Regions from separate parts of the Sus scrofa genome. Here all the other regions are linked to region 3. Evidence: chromatin contacts called from public Hi-C data. All regions are on one chromosome and are shown on one strand. Each heading gives the region's core, a stretch centred on a gene start, on an enhancer-like site or on the middle of the called end of the contact. The rest is flanking DNA. Distances are from core to core; before and after follow the strand shown.

The links. A called contact is a pair of places that touch in the nucleus more often than the background predicts.
Region 1: a contact with region 3 is called in a Hi-C map of embryonic fibroblasts, with 2.5 times the contacts expected there. The contact joins the promoter of LEKR1 here to the enhancer-like site in region 3. A contact is called at or near these places in 2 of 5 promoter capture datasets (fetal liver and liver), 4 of 47 Hi-C or Micro-C datasets (adipocytes, alveolar macrophages, embryonic fibroblasts and 1 more) and 1 of 2 datasets of contacts at active chromatin or transcription factors (alveolar macrophages).
Region 2: a Hi-C map of embryonic fibroblasts shows a contact between it and region 3, with 2.1 times the contacts expected there. The contact joins two enhancer-like sites. A contact is called at or near these places in 25 of 47 Hi-C or Micro-C datasets (alveolar macrophages, blood, brain and 13 more) and 1 of 2 datasets of contacts at active chromatin or transcription factors (alveolar macrophages).

Annotation. Positions count from the first base shown.
Region 1 is chr13:96,638,925-96,643,275 of Sscrofa11.1, forward strand. It overlaps LEKR1 (leucine-, glutamate- and lysine-rich protein 1), which reads left to right and starts at 2,138. Exons shown (of 14, transcript XM_021069706.1): 1 at 2,138-4,351.
Region 2 is chr13:96,980,677-96,984,583 of Sscrofa11.1, forward strand. It overlaps a transcript of CCNL1 not described here. Among named protein-coding and RNA genes, the nearest start is that of CCNL1, 22 kb to the right of the region's middle. Within about 2 kb of position 2,080, at least 1 of the 83 cell types and tissues checked has an H3K27ac peak or open chromatin away from gene starts, as enhancers often do. A contact at or near this core is called in embryonic fibroblasts, where this site is marked.
Region 3 is chr13:96,001,807-96,005,665 of Sscrofa11.1, forward strand. It overlaps a transcript of KCNAB1 not described here. Among named protein-coding and RNA genes, the nearest start is that of KCNAB1, 97 kb to the right of the region's middle. Within about 2 kb of position 1,410, at least 7 of the 83 cell types and tissues checked have an H3K27ac peak or open chromatin away from gene starts, as enhancers often do. A contact at or near this core is called in embryonic fibroblasts, where this site is marked.

The sequences.
Region 1 (4,351 bases), core at 888-3,387, 640 kb after region 3:
CTCTGAAAGCCAAAGGCCAACTAATTTAGGAGGAGACTCTCAAAATCAATGATGGTTTCTTCTAGTTTCATTAGTTTTGTCTAAAATGATTAAAGGATTTGATTCCCAGATAACCATGATCCTCGCTGCTATTTTTACAAATCACATTAATTTCTATACTTAATTCTGATCATTGGCATTCCTAAAGCAAGTCTGGATTCATGTAGCATTCCAACCCTGAGTTTCAACTTTTCAAGTTTCCAACAGAATCCTGTTGCTAGTGAGTGATGATACCTTTATTGTAGTAGCCCCAAGGTGTGGAAGTTGTTTCCTGTGGCCTAGACTCAGCCCAACCCCTCCACTTGTTGAAACATCTGCAAATACTTTGTTCATTTCAGAGGCATCTGACCACAGCTAGCCTCCCATCTGGATTGCTTCCTTTTTCCTGATTGCTCATGTAAGGCATCAATAATCTGGGAAGGCACTCAGCAAGAGAGAAACTGGGAGGGCCCCAGGATTAGAGGGAAGTGCTTGGAGGTTAGTTCTTTGGCTTGTCTCTTATACTTATTCATTAACTGATTCATTCAATCATCACCATTTATTGGGTGGTACTAGCAAAGCAAATATCAACCAGAAGCAGTTTCTGTCCTCAAACAGGAAATAATCCTGCATGCTATACTTATTATCTCAGATCAGGAATTATATTAACTAGTTTATAATAATTATATTTGCCAGGTGTCTTCTGTCTGTAAAGTTCTATAATTGCTTTAGTTCTTTGGTAGGTTTAAGATTTATGGAATATTTTCCTTAATCTCTTTGTTCCCCCACTTTGAAACTACATAAAATTGAAGGCAATACTCTCTAAAGGACTTTGTAAATAATAATCACTAATTAATTTAAGAAATACCACAGGAATCTTTATCTGATGAGTGAAATGATAAACTGAGTAATCATTCCTTCATATGCTGCATTTGCTTTAGGCTTATATGTTAAACTACAAAATATTTGCTTAACAGTTATAAGGAAGAGACTATATTTTAAAAGATATTAATGCTGCTGGGTTATTTTTTTGCCCTTATGTGATATTAATTCCACATCTTAAAAATACATCTATATTATGCACACATGTGCACATTTTAGTAAGTTAATTATAATCAAATCATACAAAGATCTAATTAACTCGTCCCAGGAGTTGTTGAGCAATAATTATACGTTCAAAGCACCAGCAGATTTAAGGTGTATACAGGGTGGGGCCCATCCACCCAGGATTTCAAAACCACATGGTTCTTCAGGTCCTGTTGAGGCTTATCTATTTGCACGTCTTCCTGCAGGAGTTTGGACTAATCAGGTCACTACATCTAGACTGCAGTCTCTATCACTGATTGTTTGCAACATGACATAACATCAATAGGCCACAGAGAAGTTAGCAACAGGGTAAAGGAAAACTGCTTTAATACCAAGGATATCGCCTGTTCAGCGTGTTCAGCGGGTCATATATTGTGTATCAAACCATCTGATATCAACTCCTACAAATGAGCTCAGCCAAAAGGTTCAACCATTTTGTCTGATGGTATCATGTTCTCCAGTCACAATGCAATAGTGAGTCAACCTGTTGTGAGCTGACAGTTCTTCCAGTTCGCTAAAATGGAAAAGGCAGGTTGCTGCTCCAGCATTGCTTCTGTTTTGCTGCAGAATATTTCATATGGCCTCATGCCCCAGCTAGTCTTCGTTGATCTAGATAGTAATTGGACATCTTGGAAGCAGACAGAGGTTGGTTCATTTCTCCTTCAGCCTTGGCTTCTCCCCATCCCCCAACGCTCCCTGTCTTGCAACTCATAACAGAGCAGTGCTATTAAATTCAACATGAAAACACACATCAAGGGGCAGATAGGACCTAGGTGCCTGACAACTCTGAAGAACAGTGAGCCCCTACCCTGAATAGTGCTTTGTTCAAATTATAAAAAAAAGACACCTTGGAGTTGTCATTGTGGCCCAGTGGGTTAAGAACCTGACACAGTGTCCGTGAGGATGTGGATTTGAACCCTGGCCTCACTCAGTGGGTTAAGAATCTGGTGTTACCGAAAGCTGTGGCGTAGATTGCAGATGTGACTTGGATCCAGTGTTGCCATGGCAGTGGTATAGGATTCGACCCCTAGCCCAGGAACTTCCATATGCTGCAGGTGCAGCTGTAAAAAGGAAACAAACAAACAAAAAAACACCTCTTCCTCAGGTGGATGGATGGCATATATCTTAGCATGTGAAACTGGGGCTGGAGTCCAAGAGTTCAATGCTTACCCACCTCCTCTGCCAGGCACTATTATGTGGCCAACAAACTGCACAAGTGTACAGCGTCTGGGCAGAAAGGGTATGAGAGCCTTCCAATGATGGCAGAAGACATTAAGAAACATGAGGGCAACTTTAATAAGGAGAATAATGGGAAACAGGGAGTAATGGGTAGTTTTGTCTTATGACTTTCTAAATAAAAGAAGCCTTCTGAATCAAGTCAAAATCACTTACCACTCTGTGGTGACTTCTTTTCCCTCTCAGGGGATCACTTCTAAAAGCTGAGACAAGGAGCAGTTTTTACATTTACACGGAGATGTATGTACTATATCACTATTCCTGAGGTGGTCTGCACTTAAATAGAGGCAAGAAAATTAAACATTAAGTAATCAGTTTTGTCTGATCACTGCTCTATCCCCAACACCTAGAACAATGCCTGACATACATTAAATGAAACTCTAATCCTAGACTGTCAGTCATTGAGCATCTGGAAATACACCAAGATGTTCTCTTGCTTTCAAGATTCCATAGATCAAATTAGTCATCAAAAACTACTTTTCTTTTAAGCACTTCATAGGCAATAGGTCTCAGCTTTCTTACAAAATACCATCACTATAAATACTACTCAAATACCAATTATTTAAAACTTCCATTGCACATCATGAGCTATTTGTCAACTGGCAATAAAACGCCTCTAAGCCAAATGTTTTTATGTAAGGATGCAGCTTTCCAAACTGTACTTGATACAGTACTTGATAGACAAACAAAAAAAAAATTGTGGCATAGTTGTATTTAAACATTATTTTATGCTTTTTAAATTTTATACATGGGTTGTCATAACAGTGTATTATTTATAATATTTGAATGTATCATCTTCCTCCAAAGATCTCAGAACACCTTTGGTGAGTAAGGAATAGTCCTCCACACCTCTGGTGAAGTAGGTATGCTGTAACATATTTCCATTATAGCTGGATCACATGTGAGTCAGTGGCAGGGCTGCATTATTTACTCATGAAAATTTCCTTCCCAGCTCTAACCATTAGAGTATTGCCTACACATTCATTCATTCACTCACTCATTCCTTCCTTCATTCAAAAATTCATTTGATGCAGTTTGCTAGCCACTTAGGCTCAAGTCCCTATTTCCTTACTGCATCATATGAATATTACAATCTGTTAAAAATTCTCATAATATTTAAAATTTAGAGCAGAGATTTTTCTGCACATGGTAATTAATCCTGTTTCATAGTGGCATACCTACTAGTGTGTCACATGCATACTAAGGAAATGACTGAAATACAAAAAAATTTAAAGATATACTTCTCATTCTTAAGTTATGGATGTTAATCACATGTCTCTAAGGCCTTTTTTTTTTTTAATATTTGCCTGGTGCGGCTAAATAGCTGTGTTTTCTGTGTCTAATTAGAAGTTTCCGCTGTGTATTACAGCTGAGTTGGTACAAGATGTTCAAGACCATGAAAAGATGAATGTAATAGCTTCCTTGTGTCATGGTCTGAATTTTTTTTCCCTCAGTTCATTTGTCCTTTTAAGTAATCATACTCTTTGTACCGGCTCTCATCTGTATTCACAGTGATTGTTCTTGCCAAACCATGCCTCCAGACTTGACTGTATAAATTAAATTTCATGCACGCATATGCAAGCCCTGTGCACTGCCTGTTAAACGAAGTAATATAAACAAATTAAGGGCACATTTTAACGATCTTTGAGTTCCATGTAACAGTGGTTTTTAGACAGTTTCCTACTGGGCACAGAATTAGACACTGATCCACAGAGGTCATTTTCAGTGCGCGCCTCGCAAACCGGTCTGCTCATTGAATCCAGCCCCCTAACTGTGCAAGCTGCACTTTCTATGATTTTCTCCTTTGGCTCCCCGCCCCCTTGAAAGGGGCTGATTCACCCCCAGCCCCCTCTGCTGGAGCTGGCGCGACCAAGCCGGCTGCGTGACAGGCTACACTTCCCAGCCCCGCCTCTGTGGTAACTGACTGATCTCATCGCCGCTCGTCACGACACGCGCTGCCTCGGCTGCACGCGGCGTAGCGTGAGAGGCGCCGGGGCAGCCGGCGCGCCCA
Region 2 (3,907 bases), core at 830-3,329, 980 kb after region 3:
GATTTTGGAAGCACAGCTCAAAAAGTAGTCTATTAGGATTTGAGCCTGGATAACCAACACTGTAGTCCAGGTTACAGTAATTGTCAAATGAATAAAACTTGGTTTGTTTGAAAAGGCCCAAGAAAAGAGTACATTTTGAGCAGAAAATTAGTTTTGTGATTTAGGGTTGAATATTGAACCCCATGGTGATTAGATCTATGGTGTGCCTTGTGCTCTGTATAAAGATCTGATATGTCATATGCTCTGTGTTCTAACAGGAAATATCCATTAGTGGCATGTTTCTACAAGTGCTCTGGCGATATGAGAGCTGCTCAAGTGAGAAATTCCAGTCTGAAAAGGTAAAGCACATTATACTGTGGTTTATTAGTGGGGAGAATTTGAGCACAGTAAACAGTCTGATTTTCAGCTGCCCCAGGAGCCTATCCAAATGATGAGCATGTTCACAGATGCGGGGATTCGTGCAGGTCTCCGATTATCTGATGTCAAAGGCCTATTGCAAAGGCCAGCAGGTAACATAACATCGATGGGCAAAAGGTTTCAAGGAAGATCCACTGTCAACACAGTGATAAATTAAAACTGATACCTGCTTCAGTGTTGCGATTAAGAGGGAGTCGACAGAACTATAATGCAGTGTGGTGTACACTTCGCAACCAGAGGATGGCTTGGCACTAGTCAGTTGTTGCTTTGAAGTACTGTAGATCTTGTGTATTCTGATCTTTAAAAAGAAGCTGGAAGTCTAAGGGGGTGGGGGGGTGATGGTGGTTTTTTGGGTTTTTTTTTTTTTTTTTTTTTTTTTTGGCCATGCCTGCAGCACATGTAAATTCCTGGGCCAGGGATTGACATATCAGTGACTGAGCCACAGCAGTGAAAACGCTAGAAACCTGCTAGGCCACCAGGGAACTCCCTGGAAGGCTAGTTTTTAACATATTTCCAATTTAAAATGTTACCAGCTAATTTATCTTAAACATTGCACAAACTAGATACCTATGCAAGCTAAGATCTGGTCCGTGAGCCACCAGTTTGCTACTCCTGGGCTATCGTTTCTATGTCTATTTGCCTGCTGTTGTCTGTGAGCTCCAGGACCCTAGAACCCTATAAAAGGAATACACATATTCATAGAAGGGCAGTTGGAAAAAGAACACATGCTCAGGAGTTCCTGTCGTGGCTCAGTGGAAATGAATCTGACTAGTATCCATGAGGATGCAGGTTCGATCCCTGGCCTTGCTCAGTGAGTTAAAGATCCAGTGTTGCCATGAGCTGTGATATATAGGTCACAGATGTGGCTACGATCTGGTGTAGCTGTGGTATAGGCCAGCAGCTACAACTCAGATTTGACCCCTAGCCTGGGAACCTCCATATGCCACGAGTGTGGCTCTGAAAAAACAAGAAAACAAAAACAAACAAACATGCTCAAACTTGAAAGATGAGGGCTAAAAGTATCACCCAGCAAATTAGTGCATGTGAAATTCATTCATTTCTCACTCTCTATTGCATACTCCTCATACAGGCCAGGGACTGTTGTAGCATGAGGTAAGAAGCATACAATAATGAACAAACCTCATTTCTGCTGCTCTCCTGAAGTTTATATTCTAATAAGTAAGAGAGTCAAATGACAAGATCATTTCAAGTGGTAGACGTTATGAGTAAGTTGGTCCTAGCTAAGAAATAGTACCTGATGGGGGCAGGGGTGTCAATAGGACAGGGTGTGGAAGAAGGCCCTTCTGGAGTGAATTTAGAGAGGGGACCTCAGTGATGAAGACTGTCACATAAGGAGAAACACTCCCAAGCAAGGAGGACAGGAAATGAAAAGACTCAGGAAGAGATGTGTACATTTGAGGAAGAGAGGTTGGTTGATGAAAAAGGCTGGCAAGGATCAGATCATATACAGGTAGTTAGAGGTTTGTGTTTTATGTGAAATGAGAAAACTTTTGAAACTTTATATATATTAGAGCAACATGTGATTAGTGTTTTAAATAGATCGGTAGCTACTGTTTGAAGGATTGTGGCCAAGATGTACAGATAGAAATGCTACTACACATGCTATTGTGATGTTAGTTGATATAGAGGAAAGGAATTTGATGACATGTAAGCAGGCAGGGTAGGAATTTCCTGTCCTTAGAACTGGGTTAGAACTACTGACTAGAGGTGGCAAAAGCTGGAAGGGTCAGGACAGAAAGAGCCTAATGTTGATTTCATGCTTTAATTATGAAAATCCTGTACTGATCCTGATTCAGATCTAATCTCAGGTAGCATTCTGAAACGTGCATTTTGAATTATGTTCATGGGAAATATAGAATTCAAACTTTTCTTAAGTAGTTGGCTGCTTTCTATTATGAATTGTTTGGATTGCAGGGGTAAAAACAGAACCCCCTTATATCTAACACATATACACAATGCTATGAGGTAAGGGCCATTTTGCAGATAAGAGATTGTAACTTGCCAGCTCACCTTAGTAGAGGAATGTTTTGAATGCAGAGCTGACATGGTAGCCCATGTTTCTTTCATTCCAGAAATGAACAGGTCAAAGGGTTACAAAGTCGCAGTTCCCATCGTGGCTCAGTGGTTAATGAATCTGACTAGCATCCATGAGGACACAGGTTCAATCGCAGGCCTCGCTCAGTGGGTTAAGGACCCAGCATTGCCATGAGCTGTGGAGTAGGTCGCAGACACGAATTGGATCTCGCATTGCTGTGGTTGTGGCGTAGGGCAGCGGCTACATCTCCGATTGGACCCCTAGCCTGGGAACCTCCATATGCCGCGGGAGCGTCCCTAAAAAGAAAACAAAACAAAGGGTTACAAAGTCAAACTGTGACTTCTAGCTACAGGAGTGCCTACTCTAGGGAACACGAGGGGATCGAGGCCCCATAGTGAAAGCTGCTCTCCTTCCAGTTTTTCCAGAAGGGGAGGTGATAGTTTTCCTTATCAAACCCCATTCTCTGTCTCTCCATGTAACCCAAGCTCCTAGTGTACCTATTCTTTTAACATGATTTCTTAAAAATCAAGTCTTAATTTTCAATAATTATCTATTATGGTCCATGGTAAGTTAAGAAATGGCTCTTATGACAATGAATAATTGTTACTATTATCTTGTTTTTGGAAAATTTCATGAAAAAAACTTTAAATTCTTAAAGAAGGTTTTTGATGCAAGTTGTGGTCAGTAATAATGAGGTTACTAACTGATGGCATCAGTGGCAACATTTAAAGCTATAAAACAAAATTAAGAACTTCAGTAAAGAAGTAAGTTACTTTTAAGGTCACTGTTTTAAAATGGAAAGGTGATTAAGAATTTTACTGGGTGCTCTTTCTTTAGGGTTTAGATACCGTAACATGAAAGGACTTGTATTGAGAATCAAGATCATTATAGGACAATACCAAACAGCTTGTCTGCAGATTTACAGCTGTAGTGGGAACAAAGAGAGAAAACACAGACACAATTGGGGCACCTAGAGACAAGGCTGTTGAGGTACAGGCAGTAATGTATTAAGGATCAGGGACTTGGTGAGATACCTGGTGAATAAGGCAGCAATCAGTCTAGTACATTTCTGAATAAGAGTCTGGGACCCCAAGACCTCTGAACTTCAAATCAGCAAAAAAAAATTTTAAGTTATCAAACCTGAATCTAATCAAGCCTAGAGCTCGATGGGGAGCAGAAAAAATGTGTTCAGGGATACCATACAGTTAGATCAGCCAACCCAGAATATGAAAAATTCCAAGACAAATGACCCAACTTCTTTACATTTTAAGGGGGGAAAAAAAAAGACAGTCTGCGTCATTAAAAACCAAATATGGACCTTGTTTAAGCAAGCCAATCATAAAAATCTTGTAGACAGTAAGGGCAATCTTAGTACTAAGTTAGGCATTACTATTACTTTTGAGTATAACAAAAGTATTGCAGATATGTTTTATT
Region 3 (3,859 bases), core at 160-2,659:
TTATTAAGACGTGGAGTCTTTTACTTAAAAAGGATAAGGTGGCCACTAATATCCCTTGTAGACATGTGGTGTCTGTGAAGTTTCTTCAGATCAACCTTGTTGGTGACTCAAATTGAAGCTGTTTGCCAGACAGCATCTTGCACCTTTGGGTTAAAAAACGTACGGGTTGATCTTGGAACAGCCTGGAAGTCTGCTTACTTTGCTGGCTCCGAATTAATAAAACAACTCTTTATCTCCCTTATTTGATTAGCTGCTTCAAACTTAACCAAAAGAAGCTAAAATCCCCTCTGACACTGGTTTAAGATAGAAATAAGACCAGAAAAACAAGGCTACACGGTCTACAAAATCAGTTATGGGATTCACAAAACTTAGGTGCCCTGAACTTAATAACCCATTGCAGAAGAATTATATTCATGTAGTTTGGAAAACTGCTTTTAATATTTAAGTCTAGATGTGGTTTATTCAGTAGGATTTGAAAACAGAACTCATACTGTGCTATCCTATGTGGTAGCCACTAGTCACATGTGGCTATATGTTAAAGTTAATTGACATTAAGTTAAATTAAAATTAAAATTCAGTTCCTTAGGTGGCATTAGCCTCAGTCAACTACTTAATATACATATGAGGATAATGGCTACTGTACTGGATGGTGAACATACAGAACATCTCCATCATCCAACAGGGTAGCCTTCCATTAAAATATCAACTCCAGGCAGGAATCTCAAATTCAAAATCCTTAAGATTGACTTTGCTTTTATGGATTTTTTTCCAGGGTCTCAAAATAACTATGTCATTAAAAAATTTTTTTTTTTTTACATAATTGCCTACCTTGAGACAAGTCAGGTCATGGGGGCTCTGGTTAACCATCATGTCAACCTCATGGGGGAGAGTATAGGAATAATGAATAATAAGTATCAAATTACTATCCGGCAGTGGGGTTGATTTAGTAACTTGTAAATAGAACTCTGTTATGGGGAAGGTGTCAGAATGTGCCTCACCAAAAGGCATTTTGATTTATGCTACCTTATGTATCCAGATATTTTTCAAGTCAATGAGAAAGATTATTTGGCCCTGGTGATTAAATTACTACGATGAGCAGATTTCTGGCACCAGCTGAACCCTAAAATTAGGAAAAGAGAAACATGAACTTCTTTATTCTTGTCAGTTCAAACCCAGCCATGACTTTTTGCTGAGTGTAGACATTTAGATGAAGAAGTACTTTTAAATCAGCTTTATCTTGTTATTTCATTACCCTTTTGCAGCAATGACAACCATCGTACAGAATTAATAAATCAAGACTAAACATTGCATGGATGTCAGAGTACAAAGACGCATTTACTCTGCACACAGCCTTATGATCTACAAGGTGATTCATCACTTGTTATCCTGGCCTCCCAGGATGACTGAGGGGCTGGATGACGCATACTAATGTACAAAAGTCAGTGCTGGGCCGCTTGCCTGCAATGTCCCACATATTCTCCTTCTTAGGTCTAACTGATTCTTAACCCATTGGCTGTGGGGAGGACTGCCTTTCAGAATCAGTTATCTAAATATGGTGAATTAATCTGGGAAACTGGTGAAATATGAAGTATGGCTTCCTCTAGCCCTGCTTTGTTTGCTGACATTTTGCCGAACACTAGAGTTTCGACGAGACCAGATAAGAAAGACCGGACACATAAAGATGAGTGCCCCAGAAAAGAGCATTAGACTTTTCAGATATAGTTCCCATTGTGGCGCAGTGGAAATGAATCCAACTAGGAACCATGAGGTTGCGGGTTCAATCCCTGGCCTTGCTCAGTGGGTTAAGGATCCAGCGTTGCTGTGAGCTGTGGTGTGGGTTGCAGATGCGGCTTGGATCTGGTGTTGCGGTAGCTGTGGTATAGGCCGGTGGCTACAGCTCTGATTTGACCCCTAGCCTGGGAATCTCCATATGCCACACAGGAGTGGCTCTAAAAAGCAAAAAAAAAAAAAAAAAAAAAAAAAAAGATACAGTGTCCCATTCGATCCTCACACCATTCTGTATATAAGCAGGGATTTTTGGGGGTCACAAATGAGGTGCTCTCTTGAGAACTGATCACTTTCCACCTGTGTTCCTCCCCATGTGCCTCTGTTTGTAATTATTTATATACATGACCAGCTCTCTCACTACATTTGAAGGTATCTGGAGAGGGGCCCATGTGCCCCTTGTTTTCCTGGCATCTAGCATGATGCCTGGTCTATGGGTTGTTCAGTTGCTCAGAAGAAGAAAGGTGAATGTAACACAAAAGTTCTGTAAGCTGGGCTGTGAGCACAGACAGATGGGCGGGTTAGCTAGTGCCTGGTGGACACAGATGTGTGTACTGTGAGGTCAGCAGTATGTGCAGATTACGAGCCTGCACCAAAGGTCTTGTTCTGTGTCATCCTGGAGATTCAACAGAAGGGAGAGGTGGAGCTTAGAAACACAGAATAGAAGGGATTGAGGAGGTAGCAATTGCCACAGTCAGTGGAACTGCGTGTTTCTCCTGAGTTCCTGCTCCTAATTAACAAAATCTTGCGTGAAGTTGACTCTATTAACAAACATCACAGCTCCTTCCACAGATCGTCTATGTTGCATTAAGCTTTCCTCTTCTGAGCAATTGTTTGGGTATATTTAATGTTTTCACTTGTATTAATCTTTAACATTACTCTTTTTTTTTTTTTTGTCAGGAGAGTAGAATTTATTGGTGGGTATAGGAGGGGTCAGTGCCAAGGTCCTAATGACTGCAGCACCCACCATTTGTCCAGGGGGCCACAATTAGGGATGTATTTGACCCCTCAGTCGTCTTTTCTGCCACCACATCCTCAAATTCTTCTGTATTAAACTTAGTAAATCCCCCACTTCCTGGAGATATAGATCTTCTGGTGGCCAGGAAACTTAAACATGGCCTTGTATAGAGCCTCAATCACATGCTCCTTGTTTTACAGCTTGGATGGATGTGATGACCTGGCCAATGTGAGACCTGGTCTCTGTTCCCTGGGGCTTTCCAAAGGTACCCCACATACCTGTCTGGAGCCTAGATTGAGGGCACCATGAGGTAAGACTGGGTGTTCACTGGAAAGGCCTGTCTCCAAGGCCCCTTAGGGCAACTTGCACAAGCAGCAGGCTGCATATACTACCAAGGAATCTGCTGTTGACAGCCATTGCACACCGGGTTCCCATGAGAAAAAGAGCACAGTTGGCTTAATTGGTAGCAGAGTAACTTTACTTTTAGATTTATGCTTTACTTCCCTTTTGTACTTCTGACCACTCCTTGTTTTAATTTCTAACACAAATCATCAATTCCCACTTTTAACACCATTTCAAATCTTGTTGAATTGGGGACTTGTTTACTGTGTTCTCATAAGGCCTTTCCTTCCCTTTGGATCTCAGAATGATTCCTGAAGGGGGTGGGGGTAAGGGATTCCTAGGTTTTGCTCTCGTGCAAAAGAAAGCATGTCGTGATGTTGGGAACTGAGGAGGGGCATTGCCCGGCTTCTGCCTGGAGTTTACCTCCCCTGTTTCTTCCCACATGTGGATGTTCAGTGATAATGAGTACATTTTAAGAGAAAGGAAACTGGCCTTACTTGAAGTAGAGGTAATGTGCCAAGATAAATTGTAGAAGTCATGAGAAAGTATAATATGGCAAAAAAACATGCTGGGCTTTACTTTTAAGGGTAGTATGAAAATCATTCTCAGTGTTATAATGTGGGAGGAACTAGAAATGAAGTGGCACATTAGTTACTGCCTTGCAGTCCCACAGACTGGGGAGGCCCCACTCAGGTTCTAATACATACAAAGGCCCTGGAGGCTTTAGCCTTCCATAAAAAAAGGGGAGCAGAGGATGCATTTGAAAACAAATAG